4 separate regions of the Mus musculus genome follow, and all the other regions are linked to region 4. The links are chromatin contacts, called in public HiChIP or PLAC-seq and promoter capture Hi-C maps. All regions are on one chromosome and are shown on one strand. The core of a region is the stretch at or near the end of the contact, and the rest is flanking DNA. Distances in the headings are between cores, read along the strand shown.

What was found. Promoter capture Hi-C pulls out the DNA fragments that hold promoters and counts their contacts. HiChIP or PLAC-seq counts read pairs in DNA pulled down with a chosen protein or histone mark.
Region 1: a promoter capture Hi-C map of pre-B cells shows a contact between it and region 4, with 2.5 times the contacts expected there. The contact joins the promoter of Sumo3 here to the promoter of Slc19a1 in region 4. A contact is called at or near these places in 4 of 39 promoter capture datasets (the C10 cell line, hematopoietic stem and progenitor cells, hippocampal neurons and 1 more) and 1 of 115 datasets of contacts at active chromatin or transcription factors (epiblast stem cells).
Region 2: a promoter capture Hi-C map of the HPC-7 cell line shows a contact between it and region 4. The contact joins the promoter of Ybey here to the promoter of Slc19a1 in region 4. A contact is called at or near these places in 9 of 39 promoter capture datasets (the C10 cell line, the HPC-7 cell line, cranial neural crest and 5 more), 1 of 484 Hi-C or Micro-C datasets (embryonic stem cells), 2 of 115 datasets of contacts at active chromatin or transcription factors (astrocytes and embryonic stem cells) and 1 of 9 other capture datasets (embryonic stem cells).
Region 3: an H3K27ac HiChIP or PLAC-seq map of extraembryonic endoderm stem cells shows a contact between it and region 4, with 8 times the contacts expected there. The contact joins the enhancer-like site here to the promoter of Slc19a1 in region 4. A contact is called at or near these places in 4 of 39 promoter capture datasets (the 3T3-L1 cell line, hippocampal neurons and liver), 2 of 115 datasets of contacts at active chromatin or transcription factors (astrocytes and extraembryonic endoderm stem cells) and 1 of 9 other capture datasets (embryonic stem cells).

Annotation. Positions count from the first base shown.
Region 1 is chr10:77,604,454-77,608,788 of GRCm38.p6, reverse strand. It overlaps Sumo3 (small ubiquitin-like modifier 3), which reads right to left and starts at 2,692. Exons shown (of 4, transcript NM_019929.4): 1 at 2,448-2,692. The coding sequence starts at 2,468.
Region 2 is chr10:76,465,996-76,470,780 of GRCm38.p6, reverse strand. Ybey (ybeY metallopeptidase) reads left to right here and starts at 1,667. Exons shown (of 5, transcript NM_172550.4): 1 at 1,667-2,007; 2 at 2,395-2,624; 3 at 4,416-4,544. The coding sequence starts at 2,415. It overlaps Mcm3ap (minichromosome maintenance complex component 3 associated protein), which reads right to left and starts at 1,879. Exons shown (of 29, transcript NM_019434.3): 1 at 1,567-1,879; 2 at 1-832. The coding sequence starts at 726.
Region 3 is chr10:76,502,043-76,506,798 of GRCm38.p6, reverse strand. It overlaps Mcm3ap (minichromosome maintenance complex component 3 associated protein), which reads right to left. Exons shown (of 29, transcript NM_019434.3): 21 at 3,994-4,147; 22 at 2,378-2,636; 23 at 2,072-2,169; 24 at 111-501. Among named protein-coding and RNA genes, the nearest start is that of Lss, 27 kb to the left of the region's middle. Within about 2 kb of position 2,453, at least 12 of the 459 cell types and tissues checked have an H3K27ac peak or open chromatin away from gene starts, as enhancers often do. A contact at or near this core is called in extraembryonic endoderm stem cells, where this site is marked.
Region 4 is chr10:77,031,289-77,035,896 of GRCm38.p6, reverse strand. Slc19a1 (solute carrier family 19 (folate transporter), member 1) reads right to left here and starts at 2,685. Exons shown (of 6, transcript NM_031196.3): 1 at 2,550-2,685.

The sequences.
Region 1 (4,335 bases), core at 1,443-3,942, 570 kb before region 4:
GTCAGCGCTTCTTGTTGCCTGGAAACACATTTTGAACAAAAAGTTTGTTCTGGGCCAATTTGGATTGTTCAGTTCGAAAAGGAACTCCTCTTGTTGTTCGGCCCGTGGGATGCTTATTTTAGCCACAGTGGATGAAAGAATTCATGGCAACTTCTTAACCTTCATTATTATTATTTTAATGTGTATCAGTATTTTGCCTGCATGTATGTCTGTGAATCACATGTAGGCAGTGCCCAAGGAGGCCAGAGAAGGTGCCAGAGCCTCTAGGAGTGGAGTTACAGATGTTTGTCAGCAGTAACATGGGTGCTGGGACTTGAACCAGGTCCTCTTAAAGAATGGCCCATGATCCTAACTGCTGTCTTTCCAGCCTTGGGAATCATTAATTAATTAGCTAATTAATATCTTATATGTACTGGTGTTTTGCCCGCATGTATGTCAATGTGAGGGTGTCAGATCTTGGGGTTACAGACAGTTGTGAGCTGCCATGTGGGTGCTGGGAATTGAACCCTGGTCCTCTGGAGAGCAGCCAGTGCTCTTAACCGCTAAGCTGTCTCTCCAGCTCTCGAGAACCATTTATTTCTAGGAAACAGATCCCTTGCTCTACTTGCAGATCAAGCTTTTTCCCTGTCCTCACGCCAGCCTTCTTTTCCCCCACGGTTCCACAGAGCATGCTCCATGGAAGCACCCTGCTTCCCAGGGGTGTCCTCAGCAACATTTTTATTCCCGGAGAGAGAGGTAGACTAGTGTCAGGAAGCTCGGGTGCAGGGTGCAGAAAGCAACCTGCCCTGCACTGGGTCCTAACAGCTTTAGGTAGGAGCATGGCTCCTTCTAGTCTGAGAAATGGTTCGGCAGGAGAGAGGCTCCATCAAGAACCTGAAGGCACACCTTGAGGCATCATCCCTTCCCCTTCCCCTGCCCACTCACTCCCAGGACACCAGTGACACAGCAGCACTGTCCACAGAGCTTGCCCCCTTCTCCAAAGGGTGGCATCCAATATGAGAAAAAGTAAAGTCCGCTAGTGAGAAGCATGAATCACTCCAGGTCCCAAGATGCTGACTTCTAACCCGGTTCCCGAAAGGATGTGTGTGTTCAAAAACAGAGACAGAGGTGAAAGGCCTCAGGCTTGCTTCCCTCCAACGGAAGGATGCCTGGCTGGGCTCTGGCCTGGAGTTCTCTAATTAGCAAGTAAATACAGAAGAAGGAGGGCTTACTCAGCACACTGACTGCCAACACCTGACACCCGGGAGCTCCTGGGTATAGGTGGAGGCCAGCATGAGCTACACAGGGAAACATTCAGGAGACAGAAACAGGAAGATCTCTTTTGAGTTTGAAGTCAGCCTGGTCTTAAACTCCAGGACAGCTTGGACCACAAAGGAACCTTGTCTAAAAAAAAAGGGGGGGGGGCCGCTGTGGGGGTGTGGAGAGAGTAAGTAACTCACTGGTAGAGCATCTGCCTAGTGGACAACAGCCCCTGGGCTGCGTCACCAAAATATAACATATAACCCTCTGTCTCCACTAACCCGAGGCAGAAGGCATGGCCACTCCAGTACACACCAGGCATTCACTTCCTGCCTAACCGCACCAAAAGGTTACAACTCTTGTTGTAGTTACCAGCTACAAAATATAATAAAGTAAGTTGTCTACTCTTGGCACAGGGCGAACAGGTGCTCATTCAATATCCGGGATGGTGCAGGCAGGACCCAAGGCTGAGCTGAAATTAAAGGTAAGGACCTCGCAGGCAAGATATTTCTGGGCTCGGCTGCTGAGCATGGTACCATGGCATTAGTCCAGATGCTTGCCCTGCTCCTGGGGTCTCTCACCTGAGCCAACACAGTGGTCATCTCCAGGCCAGTCAAGAGCACAGAATGCCAGGCTCCAACGTTTATCTCCCGTTGGATAAAACTGCCCCCAGCAGGGCAGGTGAGTGTGGGAAAACTGTTCAATTTGAAATGGGCAACCCTGGCCTTCCCACGCACCAACTGCCGAGACCACGGCGATGGAGTGGAAGGGCATGCGGCCGGGCGAACATTGGAAGCCCGGAGCGGCCAGCCTTGCTCTTACTCCGGTGCAGCTCTCACGAGCGCCCGCTGAGCCTCACGCGCAGCACCACGCGTGCAACTGTGCGCACGGCACGCGAAAGGATGGCCGCGTCAGGGAGTGAGGCCCTTGCGAACCAAGAACCAGCACCCAAGTTCCGGGTTCTCGAGCCGTGGGCGGGGCTACACCCGGGGCGGGGCTACCCCGGAGGCGGAGCCTTGGTGTGGCGGGAGGCACAGCCGGGGGTGGGGCTAGCGCGCTGCCCGGGGCGGAGTGCAATGCTGGTGGGGGAGGGGCGCGGGTCGGTGGGGGAGGGGCGCTGAGGCTCGGGCGCGGCCCCGCGGGCCCTTTTTGCGCGCGGCCCGGCCTGCGTTCCGCGGAATCTGCTGCGGCTTGCGTACCGGGCTTACCTTGGGCTTCTCTTCCGACATGGTTGCGCAGCGACGGCGGCGGCAAGCGCAGCGGGAACCGGTGGCACTGGAGCGGGCGAGTCACGCTCTCTGCCCCGCCGCTCTCCCGCCGCAACTGTCGCGGGGCCGCGCTTTATCCCTAAATCCCGGCGCGCTGGTTGGTCGCGCGGAGTCACGTGGTCGGGCGCGTGCACGAGGCGCGCGCCCCGCGCCGCGGGTGCGCGCTGGCCAGCCGCGATTCAGGACGGTTGCGAATGCGTCACGGGGCGGGTCAGGCGCCCGGGTGCGCGCAGAGCCCCGGGGACGCGCGACTCAAGGTCCTAGGCCCAGAGACCCCGGATGTGGGTGCAAGACTGCGCGTCCACGCAGGGAGGCACGGGAGGAGTGGGGGCGCTGTGTGCTAGGTCAGGACCCAGAGGAACGTTTTGGCCCAACCAGTAGCCTCTTCACCACCCACATTTGGGGACTTTTTCTTATATGCAGGCTGCATTTGGGTAAGAGAGGGCAAAGAAACTCAGGCTAACCCTTTCAGGTGGTCCGGAAGACGAATAAGGAGGTTACCAGGCATGGTTTATGGACCACACACTCCTGGAACAGGCCTCTGGCCTTTAATTTGAATGTCACAGGAGGGCTCATGTCTAGAAAAGGCATCCTTTGAGGACACAGAGGATGGCTTCTGTTGGCCCAGAAAGCCAGCACATGCTCCCATTTCATCTTTTTTCATTTGATTTCCTGGATGGGGTGGACCAGCCTCCACAAGGGCCATTCCCAAGATGGCTCTCCAGAAGGACAAGCTCTTCCCCTTCATTCTCACTATCTAGCTGCCTTTCTCCCTCCTTACGTAGTCCCAAAGTAACCACTAGGTGGCTTGGGTGGGTGAGAGTGACAGGCACAGAAAGCTTCCCTTCTGACCTACCATTTGCTGTTTCTGGAATGCTATTGTGGACACTAATAACCCATTTTACACAGCACACCAAGATGCCTAGAAGTTTAATAACATGCCCAAGGAGTCAACTAGATAAGCAAAACAAGGGAAGCTTGAGCTGGAAGATCCATCGGGAGCCCTGGCTAAGGGGTCAAGAGTGTCCTTTCCTTGTATCTTGGCGTGAGTTTTTAGAATGCAGCCCACAGGCCCTCTGTGTCTGTCTGCTAACACCTGCAAATCAGGCCAGTCAGGGCTGACACAGTCACCCACAGTCGTCTCAGGAAGGTGTTGATTGGCCGTGTTCCAGGACCACACAGCAGCCTCCAGAGAAGTGGCGCTCTGTTTGACAGAAGTATGTTTCTGTTCCAAGGAAGGGCCAGCAGACAAGTATCCCCACTTCCTGGTAATACTGCAAAGCTACTAAGCCAAGTGTCTGTGAAGCCAACCTTTTTTAGCCTTTCCCCTGTACACATGACCTTTCTTCGAGAAGTTTGTCAAGGTCTTCCACAAGGACGCATTTGGAACTCATCCCACACCCAGACCAGACCAAGGTATGGATTTTCCTCAAATACAGATCATGGTCATCCTTAGCTGAACATATCTCTGGAATGTCCAGCTCAGACTGTGTAACTGGGAGACAGGACTCCAGAAACCAGGCTGACTGAAGCAGTTGTTGGAGATCAGAGCACACCTTCCCTCCACTATTAGCTGTGAGTGACTCGGGGCAGGCAGTGTTCAGACCACAGTGTACCACCAGCTCTAAGATGCCAAGCATTATAAAGTGTTGTATTAACAGTTTATAGGATACAAGAATCAAACCTGAGGGTCTGTGGCTGAGGGCATCTGTTACCAAGTGATCGGAGAACAACACGTGCAGCACAGGATGGATGAACTCGGCACCTACGTGAGCTGCAGCAAGAAACAGCCACACTGCGATCCATTCACACCATATGATGACCCATT
Region 2 (4,785 bases), core at 418-2,917, 560 kb after region 4:
GCTACTGTTTGAGCTTCCAAACGCTGACGTAGAAACCCTCTTCTCTTCTTCTACATTTTGGTTAGACAAAGGAGAGGCAAAGGCAGGAGTATTACTAGTAACTGGTTTCGAAAAGATAAAACTTGAGCTAGTCACCGAACTATTTGTCACCTGTGGGAAAGAAAAAGGGGTCAGGCCTCCAGACCCGCTACCAACGGGATGGGAAAATGTAAAAAATCCAGAAGAAATCTGGCTCTGGGTTTTTTCTGGCTCTGACTCAGGCCCCGGTATCGGTTTGAAGACTGCATTTTCCAGAGGTTTAAACTTGAATTCCGTCTTCCGAAAGCCAGAACCTGCTACTTCTCCGGTTTCTGGCCCAAAAGTAGCGCCACTTGGGAAAACCCCAACACTAGAGGTTGACTTAAAGCTGAATGCCGTATTGCCGGGCACAGAGGAACTCGAAGTAGCTGCGAAAGAAGGTGTGGATTCGAGACTAGAGAAGAGTCCCACACTTGAGGTTTGGGTGAGTCCAAATGCTGGCAAGGAGGAAGAATGGCTTCCTCCAGAGGGTGTTGCAAAGCTTGGTACTTGTGAAAACGCCAGGCTCTTGCTGGGTGTGCTGTTCTGTCCAAAAAGGGAAGGCTGGCCAAATCGAAATGGTGATTTAGTCTGATATGTTCCCGTGGTGCTGGAAGATACCGCAAAAGCACTGGGCTGCTGCCCTCCGAAGGGGTTCACCGGGTGCATCTTCAAGCCAATTATCTGAAGGCAATAAATATGGACTATACACAAGTAGCTCTCCTCTTTAAATTATCTGTTGCCAGGGGAAGCTCTCCTTCATCCTCAGGATGACCTGGAAAAAAAAAAAAAGGTTAGGACATCACAGCATATTTTGCTCCAACTCTTAAATCACAGAAATTCTAAGACAATTATTTAAAAGGCAAGGGCACAACGGGCCGCCGACCACTCACAGATCAACAGGTTTTGGACACAGGGTATTAGAAATGGATTATGGTGTAAGGGAGGTTTAAAGATTTTTTTTTCTTTTTCTTTTCATTAAAGACAAGGTCTCGTAAAACGGGCTTGGTGGCGCATGCCTTTAATCCCAGCACTCGGGAGGCAGAGGCAGGCAGATTTCTGAGTTCAAGGCCAGCCTGGTCTACAAAGTGAGTTCCAGGCCAGCCAGGGCTATACAGAGAAACCCTGTCTCGAAAAACCAAAAAAAAAAAAAAAAAAAAAAGACAAGGTCTCGCTTAGCCCAGGCTTGCCTCAAGCTTACTACAATCAAGCACAACCTTAAGTTCCTTTCTTCTGCCTCGGTCTCCCTTCTGCTGGGACCACAGGTGTGCTCCAGCAGGCTTAGGTGAAGCCTGATCCGTTATGATTAAAATAAAAATGCAAAGCATTTTATTCAATTGATACCTTCTCGGGGAAAAAACAAGCAAACAAACAAACAAACAAAACCTCAGTAATAAGACGGGAACACATCACTTATCAGATTCTTGCGATCTCCAAGGCAAAATAAATAAATAAATAAATAAAAACACAAAAACCGTAATTTAAAATGTTACTGCTTTGGGTTCCTACCATCTCATTTTTCTCCCGGTAACTCGAACTTGCGATGCCCTGGTCTAGAAATAATAGCTTTTTATCCCCGATGCTTAACACTCCGGAAGCCGGCCGCTAGGTTAACAGACGCCTTCGAGCGAAGACTAGTGAAGGCCTTCAGCAACTCGGCAAAGACACAAGGGACAGCGGAGGCCGCGGAGGGAGGAGCAAGTCCGCCAGATACGGCCACTGTCGCCAGCGCTTGTGCTCGCCCACAGTCTGCGTGCAGCCTCTACCGGGCCCACCGCACCGCAACAAACCGGCCACTGGAGCGGGCTCTTGGGTGTGCGCTACGGACATCAAATTTGTAGGACCAACTTCCGGTCCTCCGCATCCGGCTTCCGCTCTCTGGGGTGTGCTGCTGCTGATCTTCCGGCAGGCGGCCCGCCAGACCCCCGACCTTCTTCACGGTCGGATTCGGTAAGTGCACGGCGATCCCGCATTGTGCGGCGTGGAAGCCCCTCGTTCGTGCGTGGATCCTCCAGCCTGAGTGCCCGAGAGACGCTGGACCCACAGCGACCCCATTTGCTCACCCACACTCATCCTCACCTGGTCCTGCACCATTGCAACCGCCCCAAACCACTTGCCTTATTCTGCACGTTGTGCCCAGTCTACCCTGTTTATTAGTTTCCTAGGGTAAATAAAGGTGATTTCCCTTAGCATTGCCACCAGATAAATCCCATCAAATAAAGTTTTATTGTGAGCGCGTGTGTGTTTTTACATAACTTATCACTCTCTAGTAGTTACGGGTCTTTTCTCGAACTTTAACCACAGGTTCCTTCCAACCATTTTTTTTTTTTTTTAAAGGGCTGGGTGTTCTTCCCGAAATGAGTTTGGTGATTAAAAATCTGCAGCGGGTGGTCCCCATCAGAAGAGTGCCACTTCGCAGGAAGATGGATTTAGTCAGGAGTATCTTAGGAGTGAAGAAATTTGACCTGGGGATCATCTGTGTTGACAACAAGACTATTCAGAACATTAATAGGATCTACAGGAATAAAAATGTCCCAACTGACGTGCTTTCTTTCTCATTTCATGAGGTAAATATGTATACCTCATATTTAAAATAAATATATATGTATGTATATATGTTCTTCTCGTACAGCTTACCTTCCTTCCAGAATAGTTCCTGTTAATTACATTACAGATCTGGTTATCTTTGATTTTGAAGTTTTCTGGAAATGCACTGAAGTCTAGCCTGGTGTGACTGTGCATGCCTTTAATCCCATCTATCCAAGAGGCAGAGGCAGTCGAATCTTTGTGAGTTCAAAGCCACCTTTGGTCTGCCTGGTTAGTTTAAGGCCAGACAAAAGCCACATAAGAAGCCCCTTTCTCAGCCGGGTGGCAGTGGTGGCACACACCTTTAGTCCTAATGCTTGGGAGGCAGAGAAAAGCAGATCTCTGAATTCAAGTCCACCCTGGTGTTACAGAGTGATTAACAGGACAGCCAGGGCTACAAAGAGAAACTCGGTCCAAAAAAAAATCCTCTCTATCTCAAAAACAAGCAAATAAAAAACAGAAATGAAGCAATATGACATAGACCCATTAAGTATGTCTAGCCCTAAACATCACAATTCCTCTATGCAGGGACCACTCTCACTAACTCAGTGCCCTCAGGAAATTCAAATAAGAGTGTCTGCAGTTTTAAGTGTACCTCAGTAGTAAATGCTTGGACAGAAAAGTAAAAACTGGTAAGCATTATCAACAGATTCCCTTGCGATAGATAGCTACAAGGAACCACATTGTCTAAATAGCTTCCCCCATTGTTAGCAGAAGAAATGGGAATACTCCTTTTGGGGAATGAATTGGTAGTAAATGGTGCTTCAAAGGATAGAAAAGAGAAGGAAAGAGCCAAGGATGCAGGCTTAACCCTGGAAAGTTAAGCCTTGTGATTGTGGCATAAAATAAGGTCAGGCACCCGTGCAGAGTGGGCATGGTGGTCAGGCAGAGACAGGACAGGACTCGAGGTGTGCGTTGGGAGAGGCTGGATGCAGTAGAATCAGTGTCGCCTGCTTCTAACTGCAGACAGGATTGGGCTATAGCCCGCACAAGATGGGTAGAACAGAGCCCAGCAGAGGGGACTGAAGGTCTACAGCATGTCTGAAGAGGCCACAGCTAATGAAGGATTTGTTTCTGTATATATATATATAGTGGATTATAGCATACACACGTTTCTTCCCCTGTCAAAGCAAAGTTCTTTCTGCTTTTCTCTTTTTTTTTTTCCACCCTTTGGTTTTTCGAGACAGGGTTTCTCTGTGTAGCTCTGGCTGTCCTGGAATTCACTTTGTAGACCAGGCTGGCCTCGAACTCAGAAATCCACCTGCCTCTGCCTCCCAAGTGCTGGGATTAAAGGCGTGCGCCACCACGCCCGGCTTATATGTAAGTACACTGTAGCTGTCTTCAGACACTCCAGAAGAGGGAGTCAGATCTCGTTACCGATGGTTGTGAGCCACCATGTGGTTGCTGGGATTTGAACTCCGGACCTTCAGAAGAGCAGTCAGTGTTCTTACCCACTGAGCCACTCTCCAGCCTGTTTCCCTTAACAGGAAAAAATGGCAGGCACACAAGTGGGGAAAGAGTGTGATTGTGTCCATATGCCAATTCAATGATATTGAATGTGACTTTGAGAGGGGTTGGGGGGGTGAGTAGATAATTTGATAAAAACAGCACGTGAGGGTCACTGTGTGATAACTGCATTCCACCCCCTCAGACTCTTTGATGGTCCTTAGCCTTCATTATGCAGCTTGAGCATCCTGTGGTTAAGAGTCCCGTGCCCTCTGCTAAACAAGTGAGCCAGGTCCTTGTAACCTGGTGATGTTTCTCCTTTTCAGAATCTGAAAGCTGGCGAATTTCCTCAGCCACACTCACCGGATGATTATAATCTGGGAGACATTTTCCTAGGGGTGGAGTACATTCTTCAGCATTGCAGAGAAAGTGAGGATTACTGTGATGTCCTGACGGTAAGTCGGGTGCGGAGCCACATACGCTCGCAAAGGAACTTCAAATGAACCTTAGAGAAGGTGGAAGAGGAGACTCCTGGTAACACACGAGCATCCACACATACCACTTGTATTGATGGGACTGGAAGCTCCAGACTTGAGGGAAGGAGAACACACTGGGGGGGGGGGGGGAAGCCTGGTGTCCCCAGGGACTTCTTCAGCTTTTATCTCTAGAAATGGGACCATGCTTCCCTAATTGAAA
Region 3 (4,756 bases), core at 1,204-3,703, 530 kb after region 4:
CAGAGGAAGTGGACTGCAGACTTCACCCTGGAATCCACCCGCTGGTATAGTGTCTCTGTAGCAAGAAGAGGAGGCTAGCCCTCCACTCCTCCCTCAGGGTGGGTACATACCCCCTGGGGGTGGAAGGTCCATCTGTGGAAGCTGGAACCCAAGCACAGCTTGTTTCAGCCACGCTAGATGCTCTGGTGAGTTCCAGTGCAGGTGAGGAAGCAGCTGGCTGCCTCCCACTTCGGCAAATTCCATGACAGGCCAGGAGATGTCACACAGCTGCTCAGAGGATACCACAGAGGCCAGGAACTGCAGCACACTGTTGAACAACTCAATAATGGTGCTAGGCTCCTGGGAGGGCAGGCTAGCCAGGCGCCTCTCTCTCCTGTCGTGGAAAAACCGACGGCTGAACTCGCGGCTGATCCCATCCTCAACATACTGAACAAGGGTCTGGCAGCAAAGGTCTAGGGCTTGAGGACATCGGGAGATCAGCCACTGGACTGCTCCAGAAACCTGAGGGTCAAGACAATTGGGAGAGATCTGCTCAAACAAGTCACACTCGTTTTAAAAAGTAGTTTTCGAAAGGGGCTTAGCACTCTGCCCATGGCTGTTTTAGGAAAATGCCCCAACAACAAAATCTCAGCCGCTGCAGGAAAGGGCACAAGGCCTCTGCGTGCCTGAGTCTGGGCTTCTAGAGCCTTGTGGATGTGCCTCCCAGAGGCACCACAGAGGGCCCCATGAGTCTTATCTAATTAGTAAGTGGGGCCTGCAGAGCCCTCCTGGAAGGACCAAGGACCTCATGAGGGCTTCCTCACCACCCACAGGAGCAGAGCCACTCCATCTTATTCCTAGAACTAGGGTCGTCACTGAACGCCAGGCAGCTTCCTCACGCTCTGCCATTACCTCTTCCTGTCCAGCTTTGGTTTGGTTTTCATAGAGTGCTGGAGATAAAACCTAGGACATTCTTTTTTTTTTTTTTTTTTTTTTTTTTTTTTTTTTTTTACTATGATAGCCTTTTATTGAGAATTTTATTATATCTTTTATTATTATATTATTTTTTTATTATATATTTTCCTCAATTACATTTCCAATGCTATCCCAAAAGTCCCCCATACCCTCCCCCCACACTTCCCTACCCACTCATTCCCATTTTTTTTGGCCCTGCTGTTCCCCTGTACTGGGGCATATACAGTTTGCATGTCTAATGGGCCTCTTTTTCCAGTGATAGCTGACTAGGCCATCTTTTGAACCTAGGACATTCTTATATGTCAAGTGGGACTGTACCCCTGAGCTACATCCTCAGGCCATATGCAATCCCTACACTTCTTTTCCTAAACCATTTTTAGCAGAACCTTTCCAGGAAGTCTCAGGTAATATCACTTCTTTATATTTTGTAAAAGCATTCATTCTAAAAAATTAATTAGATAAATCTGACATTCAGATGTAATATATAAATGGTCATTTTAATTTCATAAAAGCAAAACCAAGGCTGGGCGTGGTGGTGCACGCCTTTAATCCCAGCACTCAGGAGGCAGAGGCAGGTGGATTTCTGAGTTCGAGGCCAGCCTGGTCTACCGAGTGAGTTCCAGGACAGCCAGGGCTACACAGAGAAACCCTGTCTCGAAAAAACAAAACAAAAAACAAAAAACAAAAAACAAAAAACAAAAAAACAAAAAAAAAAAGAAAGAAAAAAAAAACAAAGCAAAGCCAAAAAACTTATTTAACATATTACTGAAACCATACTATGGGTGTTTTTTAAATTTTATTTTTATTCCTGCCTGCTGTATCTTTAGAAATAGTGTGTGTGTGTGTGTGTGTGTGTGTAAAACATAAGATTAAAATGGAGATCACTAATATAAGCTGGACAGGACGGTACATGCCTATACTCACAGAAGAGGAAGAGGAAGCATCACTTCTAGGTTACCCTGACTGCCTAGCAAACTTGAGATCAGCCTGCCCTACATGACAGTGTCTCAAAATCCAAACAACCACATATATTACATTCCAGACAGATGAGAAGATAGGTAGCTCAGGAGAGAAACCAACAAGTACCCTGACAGACCTTTAAAAGGTGAAACCATACCTTCACTGTGCCTTGTAAATCATTAACAGAGTCAGGAATCTCAACAACAATGTAATCGGAAATCAGCTTGGCTGAAACCAAATCCTGTAACATCAGACCTTTAAGAGAAACAGGAAGGACCCATGTAATAATACTCATTTTGCACATGCGACACATCCCAAGCTAGTTGTGGCCCTGCGCTGTGGACAGAACAAATAGGGCACTAACCCCAAAGCTCCCCACACTGCTCTGCTGGCCATCCATCACACTCATGCCCCACCCACTTCTTAAAGGTATGGGATCAGGAACGGGGCTTCCTTCACACACCGTCCTCTACTGCCCTCCCCGCGGAGTCCCCTCTGGAGCTGGGCACGAGGACCACCAGCGGCAGGGCAGGCTGGAAGGGCTTGGCCTGCAGAAGCTGCTTGAGCTGCAGTAAAGCCGACAGCCAGGACAGTTCCTCCTCTGCCACCTCCTCACTCTTCACTTTCGGGGGAAGCAGCAGCATGAGCCCACTGGTTCCCAACAGGTCCTTCTGGGTCTCCACAGCATCAAGGGCACTGTCACTAAGGGTGCCATGAGCCACCTGCAACAAAATCAAAGATGTCAGGGTGAATGTACCAGAGGACAACACAGGAGACAGTCTGCCTCAGCAAGGACAGTTGCAGAGCTCTATTCACTGTGCCCTGGACAGTCCTTCAAAGACAAAGCTGGGCCACGCATGGCGGCGGCACAGGCCATTAGTCCCAGCACTCAGATGGATCTCTGAATTCAAGGGCAGCCTAGTCTACGGTGCAAGTTCCAGGACAGTGAGTAGTGAGGGCTACACAGAGAAGCCCAACCAAACCAAACCAAACCAAACCAAACAGAACCAAACCAAGCCAAAACAAGAAAAAGCAGAGAGAGAGAGAATATAAGGTAAATATATTTTCAGGAGGATAGCAATCAGAAAAATTCCCCCCTCCATGTCCTTTCCTCAGAATCATCTAAAGGACTAAACCAAGAAAAGGTATTGTTACTATCACCAACACCAACATCACACAAGTACTAGCCATTGTTCCAAGACCATATGCACAAATTTACTTCAAACCCAAGGGCCTACTAAGCAGAGCCCTAGCAAAGGAAATACACCGTGTTGGGAACTTTAATTAGTAGGAATATTGTGTTTAAAAGAAATAAGGACTAAGAAACCTGACAAAATCAAAGAGCTATGAGAATGACATTAACAGGGATTAGTGCTCGCAATAAAACAAAAAGGGGCCTAAGGTCTGCTGTTGGGTAGAGGCTGCAGCTTGAGTCAAGCAAAAGATAAAGTAGAAAGGAATCCTGTAGAGTGCATCACATTCTCAAGGAGGAATGTGGCAGCCAAGGCTCAGTGCTTGCTGTAGTCTGGCCCTGAGGAGCCAAGTGTTTACTGCTTGGCCTCCAGCTTGGCATGACTGGGAGATGGGAGGGATACTGAAGAGGTGGGATCTGTGGAGATATGAGGTCACTGGGGACATGACTTTGAAGGACTGTGGGCTGCCAACCTCCTCAGCTGTGTCCTGGCTGTCAAGTGTACACTTTTCTTCTGCTATGTGCGTCCTCAGAAAAGCAACAAGGGCATCAGTCATGGACTGAAACCTTCAATACTATGAGCGAAAGTAAGCTTCCCCTCTTAAAAAAATGGATTATATCTGGATAATATTATATATTATTATTTGTAACCACGACAGAGGGCAAGTACATTGCTCTCCCAGAATCTGTACTAAAACCTTACACCAAGTAGATGGCTGTGGTATATTAATCAAGATGTAAAGAAAAACAGACAATGGCATTTACTTCGATCATCTCAGAGTCATTGAAAACCACCTTTGAGAATAAATAGTAATTTATAATTTCAGAGACATCTGAGGAGAGAAAATGAAACCTAGAGATATGTACATGAAGTGACTGTCACTCACCTTTATACACACGTTGACAGAAACTGTTTGATCCCCTTTACTACTAAGTGTATTAAAGACTGAGAGGGTCTGGATATCACCAGCATTATCTCCTATGTCACCCACCATGCTGTCATCTCCTGTGAATTTGACCTTTAGCCAGTTTTCTAGTATTCTGTAGATGAAAGAAAGTAACATTTCAGGGAATGTCTAATTTTAAAATGACTTACAGAAATCCTCAGGAAAACAAGAGAAATACCATATGGATACAGGGTCCCAGACACCAAATCTAATTGTGAAGCTCACAAAACAGGTTATCATTTTAAAATGGAGGTTGGCCCTCTACTGGGTTATTTACTTGGGTAAGTGCAAAGGACAGTTGTGAAATTGGCTCATTCGAACGAGATTGAAAACTGTGAGCTGAAGAGGAAAGGGCCCGAGCAATAGAAACCATCCCTGGAGTTACACATACCCATTTCAGTAAGGTGAGTTGGCGCACACCTTTAATGCCAGCAATTGGGAGGCAGAGGCAGCTGGATCTCTGTGTTTGGGGCCAGCATGATCTACATAGCAAGTTCCAGGCCAGTCAGGGTACATAGTGAGTGAGACCTTGTCTCAAAAAACAACCACCACCACCACCACCGAACTATTTTACAGAATCAAACTTCTGATCCTGGGCCAGTGAGACAGCTCAGTAGATAAAAGACACTTGCGGCCACACCTGCCAACTGAGTTCTGCCCCTAGAATGCAGATGGTGTAAGGCAGGGGGGTTCTCAACCTGTG
Region 4 (4,608 bases), core at 1,436-3,935:
GAGAGACCATCTGAAGAACTCCTGGAGCCCGCTAGGATTATCAGGCTGTTCTACCCTAACTAGTGCAAAAAAAAAAAAAAAAACAAAAAAAACAAAAAACGGTAAGTGGCTGGGCTAAATGCTCAAGGCCCAGGAAATAGACTCTGAGGTTCTGAAAACTCCATCCACCCACACACCCGTCCCACACTCAGGTCTGTTCAAGGGAGCTGTCCTACATCACAAGATGTTTTGCAATCTCAGTGACAAGAGCCAGGAGCCTAGACTGAGTCCCTGGGCTTCTCTGCTCAGACCACGTTACTGATGAGGATCCTGGCATGTGCTCACAGGGGACACATGGGCACCTCCTAGTCTCTGGGGAACCACGTACCAAGTCATCTCCCCTGCCCAGCTCACGCTTTCCACCATAAACACCCGTTCAACAGAAAAACCTAGATGCCTAGAGACTAGGAATTAGGGACTGGCTCTTGGTAAAGCCACAAGCGCCTGGGACCTGCCTCTGGCTCTTCCCTCATCTAAGCTAGGAGGTACTGCCTGGGTCTGAAGTAAGCCCAGGGCCCTCATGCCTAGGAGGTAGAAACAGGAACAGTCAGGCCCTCTGGCCTTCTCCAGCTGCTGCTCTGCTCAAACTTGAAACGTTTCCGGAACTGCCTCCCCCAGTTCCAGAGCCGCAGGCTCGGCTCTGCTACCTTCCCACAGGACTTGCTAATAGCATGGGATGGACTAGGGGTTGAAAGCTTAGAATCGCAAACTTCCCAGAGCTTCTAGGTCTGGAGTAGTGACTACTGGGCAGGCCACAGGCCAGACAGAGGAAAAGCTGCTATTCAGAATAGTGGCCAGGGAGTCCAAGGTCCGAGTCAAAAAAACAGGGGCCCAAACTCTTGTTTGCACGGGGCAGGTGGTCTCAGCCTGGATTCTCCAGGCTGTTACCTAGGCAGAGACTGCCTGGGGCAGTTTATGACACTCTACTGGAGGTAACATCACTGCCACATAGTTAGTGTCCAGCTCTGACACAATACCCTCTTTCTCTAGCTCAGAGCCCAGGCTGCTCTTCCTAACAAAGCTAGGTTCAGCTCTATTCAGCCAAAGGAAAGATGAGGGGGAATCCTGTTCTCTACATATTGGAACTGAGTATGGAAGGAAGCTCATGGCTTGCGGGCCTCACAGTGGACCAGGACTCCATATGCCCTGAGCATCCTGTGGCTTCTTAACTTGCAACCTCTTCCAGGCAACTGAAAGAAATTCTTGGCAGCCCGGGTGGGTTGTAGTGTCGGGGAGGGGCACTACACAGTCCTTTCTGACCAGCCTAGCACCCGTGTGAGAGATGGGGGTAGGGGTGGAGGTGGGTAAGAAGTGTGGAATACAACTGTTCACAAACTTCTTTCCAAGGCCCACTTTCTTTTTATCTTGAAACAGGAAGGTTCCTTTTAATTAAGGAAGGGGGGAAAACAAACGCCAATGCCCTTCTCCCATTGTGGTGGCTGAGTGTTGACTGTATCTTTGCCACTGGCTCAAATGCCCAGAATCAATCTCTTTCCTCAGCCCCAGTGCCTTGTTGGAAGGCACACATCCGGCTCCCTAGCCCGGAGAATGTGTCAGGCTCTGCAAAGTCAGAGGCTCTGTGCCCTGCTGAGTCCATCTGAGCAGCTCCCGGAGTCCTTGAGTCTCACTGGGAGGAGGCTACTTCTTAACAGTCAGGCAAGCAAGTCTAAGGATTTAGTCTATCCTCTCCACTGAGAGAAGGCCCACAAACATCTTCTAGCCCCCTGAGGTTCCGACCAACATCGTGAAGACAGGGAAGTTAGGATGGGAACACTCACCGGGTGAGGAGTCACGTCAATATGGTTTATTCCTAGGCTATTAGCCAAGTCTAGTATCCCTGTCACAGAGATGCTGGAAGTACAGAAAAGACTGGCTACTACAGGCAGCCTGTACAAGCTGCAGATTCCACCTGTTCCAAAGGGAAGTTGTTAACAGTTGTCAGGGTGCCTACAACCTCTGAGCTAAACAATGAGCCTTGGAGGCGCGCCACGTCCAGGGCGTGGGCAGTGGGGTTTCCTTGCAGGCAACACGTGCTCTAAAGTCGCTGGGGCAGGCGCACGTGGTGATTCCTGACCTGAGGAAGATACTTTGAAAGCAAAAGAACTCCGTTCCAGAGGAATGACAAGGAGAGAAATGGCGCTCAAAGGTCCCACTAGGCAGCCTGGGGATTTATCCTCCCGACGGTTCTGCAACCATGAGCCCAGGATGCGGGCCAGCACTCAGACTCTTGCCCCGAGGCTCGTAACGCTGAGGTCCTCACCTATACTCTGTATTCACAGAAGGACCCTGACACCCCACAGATACTAGCCCGTGTCCCACACCTATCCTACTGCCCCTATGCATCCCAAAGACTTCTGCTTGTCTTCCACCCAGCAGACCCCGCATGCGCCTTCCGCACGCTACAAACCCTGCCTGGAGCTTTGTAGTCGCGCCAAGGACTCCGCGGTCCTCTGTAGTGGAGAATTCAGCCCGCTTTCGTCTTCAGGACACCGGAAGGAACAGAACCGTACCTTGCACTACCCCGTGGCTCCCCAGGCACGCATAGAATGGATTCCTAGCTCTGCGTCCCACAGGCCTGTGGCTGATTCAACGCGCACACGCAGACTACAACACCCAAAAACCCGCGCGTAGGCTCAAGGGCCGCATGGAGAGGCGTGGTTACCTGACTGACCACGCCCCGAAGGAGTGGCCAGCGTGGTAGACAGGAGGCGCAGCCGCAGAACTTCCAGGAGGCGGGGCAAACACCTGGCTACACCCGCAGCTACTTCCACAGGGGGTTCATGCACGCGCCCTCTACACTTGGAGATTTACTACCGGGTGGGTCTTGTGGTTCCCTGAGGAGCGGACGACCGGTGGCGCGTCTGCTAGCCTGTGCCCTAAGAACCTACATCTCTAGACTCCAGGCCCCCTTCAGTACGCTCGCCCAGTGTTCGGGCTCCTGTGCTTCCTCCTCAAGCCGACCCTCTCTGTCCGCCTCTCCAATAAGTCCCTTCTTCCCCGCCCCCTTCCATCCCGTCTCCTCTTCACCCAACCCCTGGGCCCCGCAGCCCGCCTGAGCCCCTTTACGAGCCCCCTACCCGTCCAGCGCTTGACCGGGTCTCAGCTCACAGCAGATTGCTTGATCTGATCGAGCACAGAGGTGACCGCCCGGCCTAAGACCAAGCAAGGCCCCTCCCCGGGTCCGCCCCTGACCCCTGCTGGCCTGCAGAAGTCTGCGCTGGCTCTGTCCGGCTCCTCTTGAGACGAGCGCCCCGCGACCACCTGCTAAAGCATTCCAGGCACCAAGGCATTGACCGCTAGATATAGACTGCACCAGCTGTGCACGCCCTTCGTTTGGGTATCAGCGTCTTTAGGTTCCAAGGGCACCGACGGATTGCGCTGAGCTATGCATGGAGACCCCCTACACACACACACACACACACACACACACACACACACACACACAAAACCTTACTCACCTTGTATCAACCTACTTGACTGTTAACAGGGACAGAAGTCTGGCCTAAGCGTTTTAGGCCCCACCCCACCCTCCTTCACCACCAATCCCCCAATCTTTCAAACTCTCACCCCAGCAGGGATGTTCAGCTGATGCTCAGCAGGTGGAGGCTGCTAGCAGCCTGAGGTGGGTTGGGAGAGGGCGGGGCTCCCTGAAACCAGCCTCTTTCCTCCTGATGGGTTTTGGCGGAGTACTTGCGAGGGCAGCAAAGTAGAACGAATGGAGAGGGGCATGGGTCCAAAGAGGAATGGCCGACCAGCAACTCTGGTTTAATAGATTCCCAAGGTGGTGGGGTGCCGGGAGGTTAGACTATAGGTATGGTCATCTATACGAATGGGGTCCCAGGTGTGAGAACCCAGTCTCCACACCAGCACGGCTCCTCCCCAGCCCATGGGGGCCACACCCCTCTGGACTTGGGCCTTCTTGGTACATGCAAAGGTGCTGGCCACCTAGTTGCTATACAAGGGAATCAGGAAGCTAGAGTGCTTCTCTGGCCAGAGATGTGGAAAGCAATGGCGGGCCTCATGGCACGTTTGGAAAACGCACTGGCTCCTCTCTACAAGTTGGCAGCAGGCATGCATGCGCTCTTGGGGCTGGCTGCTACCCCCACCTCCTGCCTGGGAAATCTGCAGGACCCTTGCCATTAACCACGCCAGACTTGGTCCAGCAATGCAAGTCCTTGTGAGTTGAAAGGGACAGGAACAAATGTCACATTCTTTGGAAATGATGGTCAGGTAGCTGGAGGAATTTTAGGGTGAGCTGGAAGGCTCCCATATCTGGCTGTGTTGGTTATCTACACCCTCGGGCCACTTACTACTTACAGCCTGAAGGGCAAGGTAAAGGAGGTAGAGGGGGTGTGGAGGAAGATTGTGATTATCTCTGTGCCAGACAGGTCTGTGCCTCTTTGGGGTTCAGTGAGGACACCCTACCCACAGGAACAGGTAGTGGTATCCAGTCTGCATGGCCTATATGTCACAGAGAAGAAGATACTGATAAGCGCATCTATCCCAGGGCACTGGGCTTCCTGCAGTCCTGTTTATCCCTGTGTTAGGATTCCTGAAGGACCTGCACCT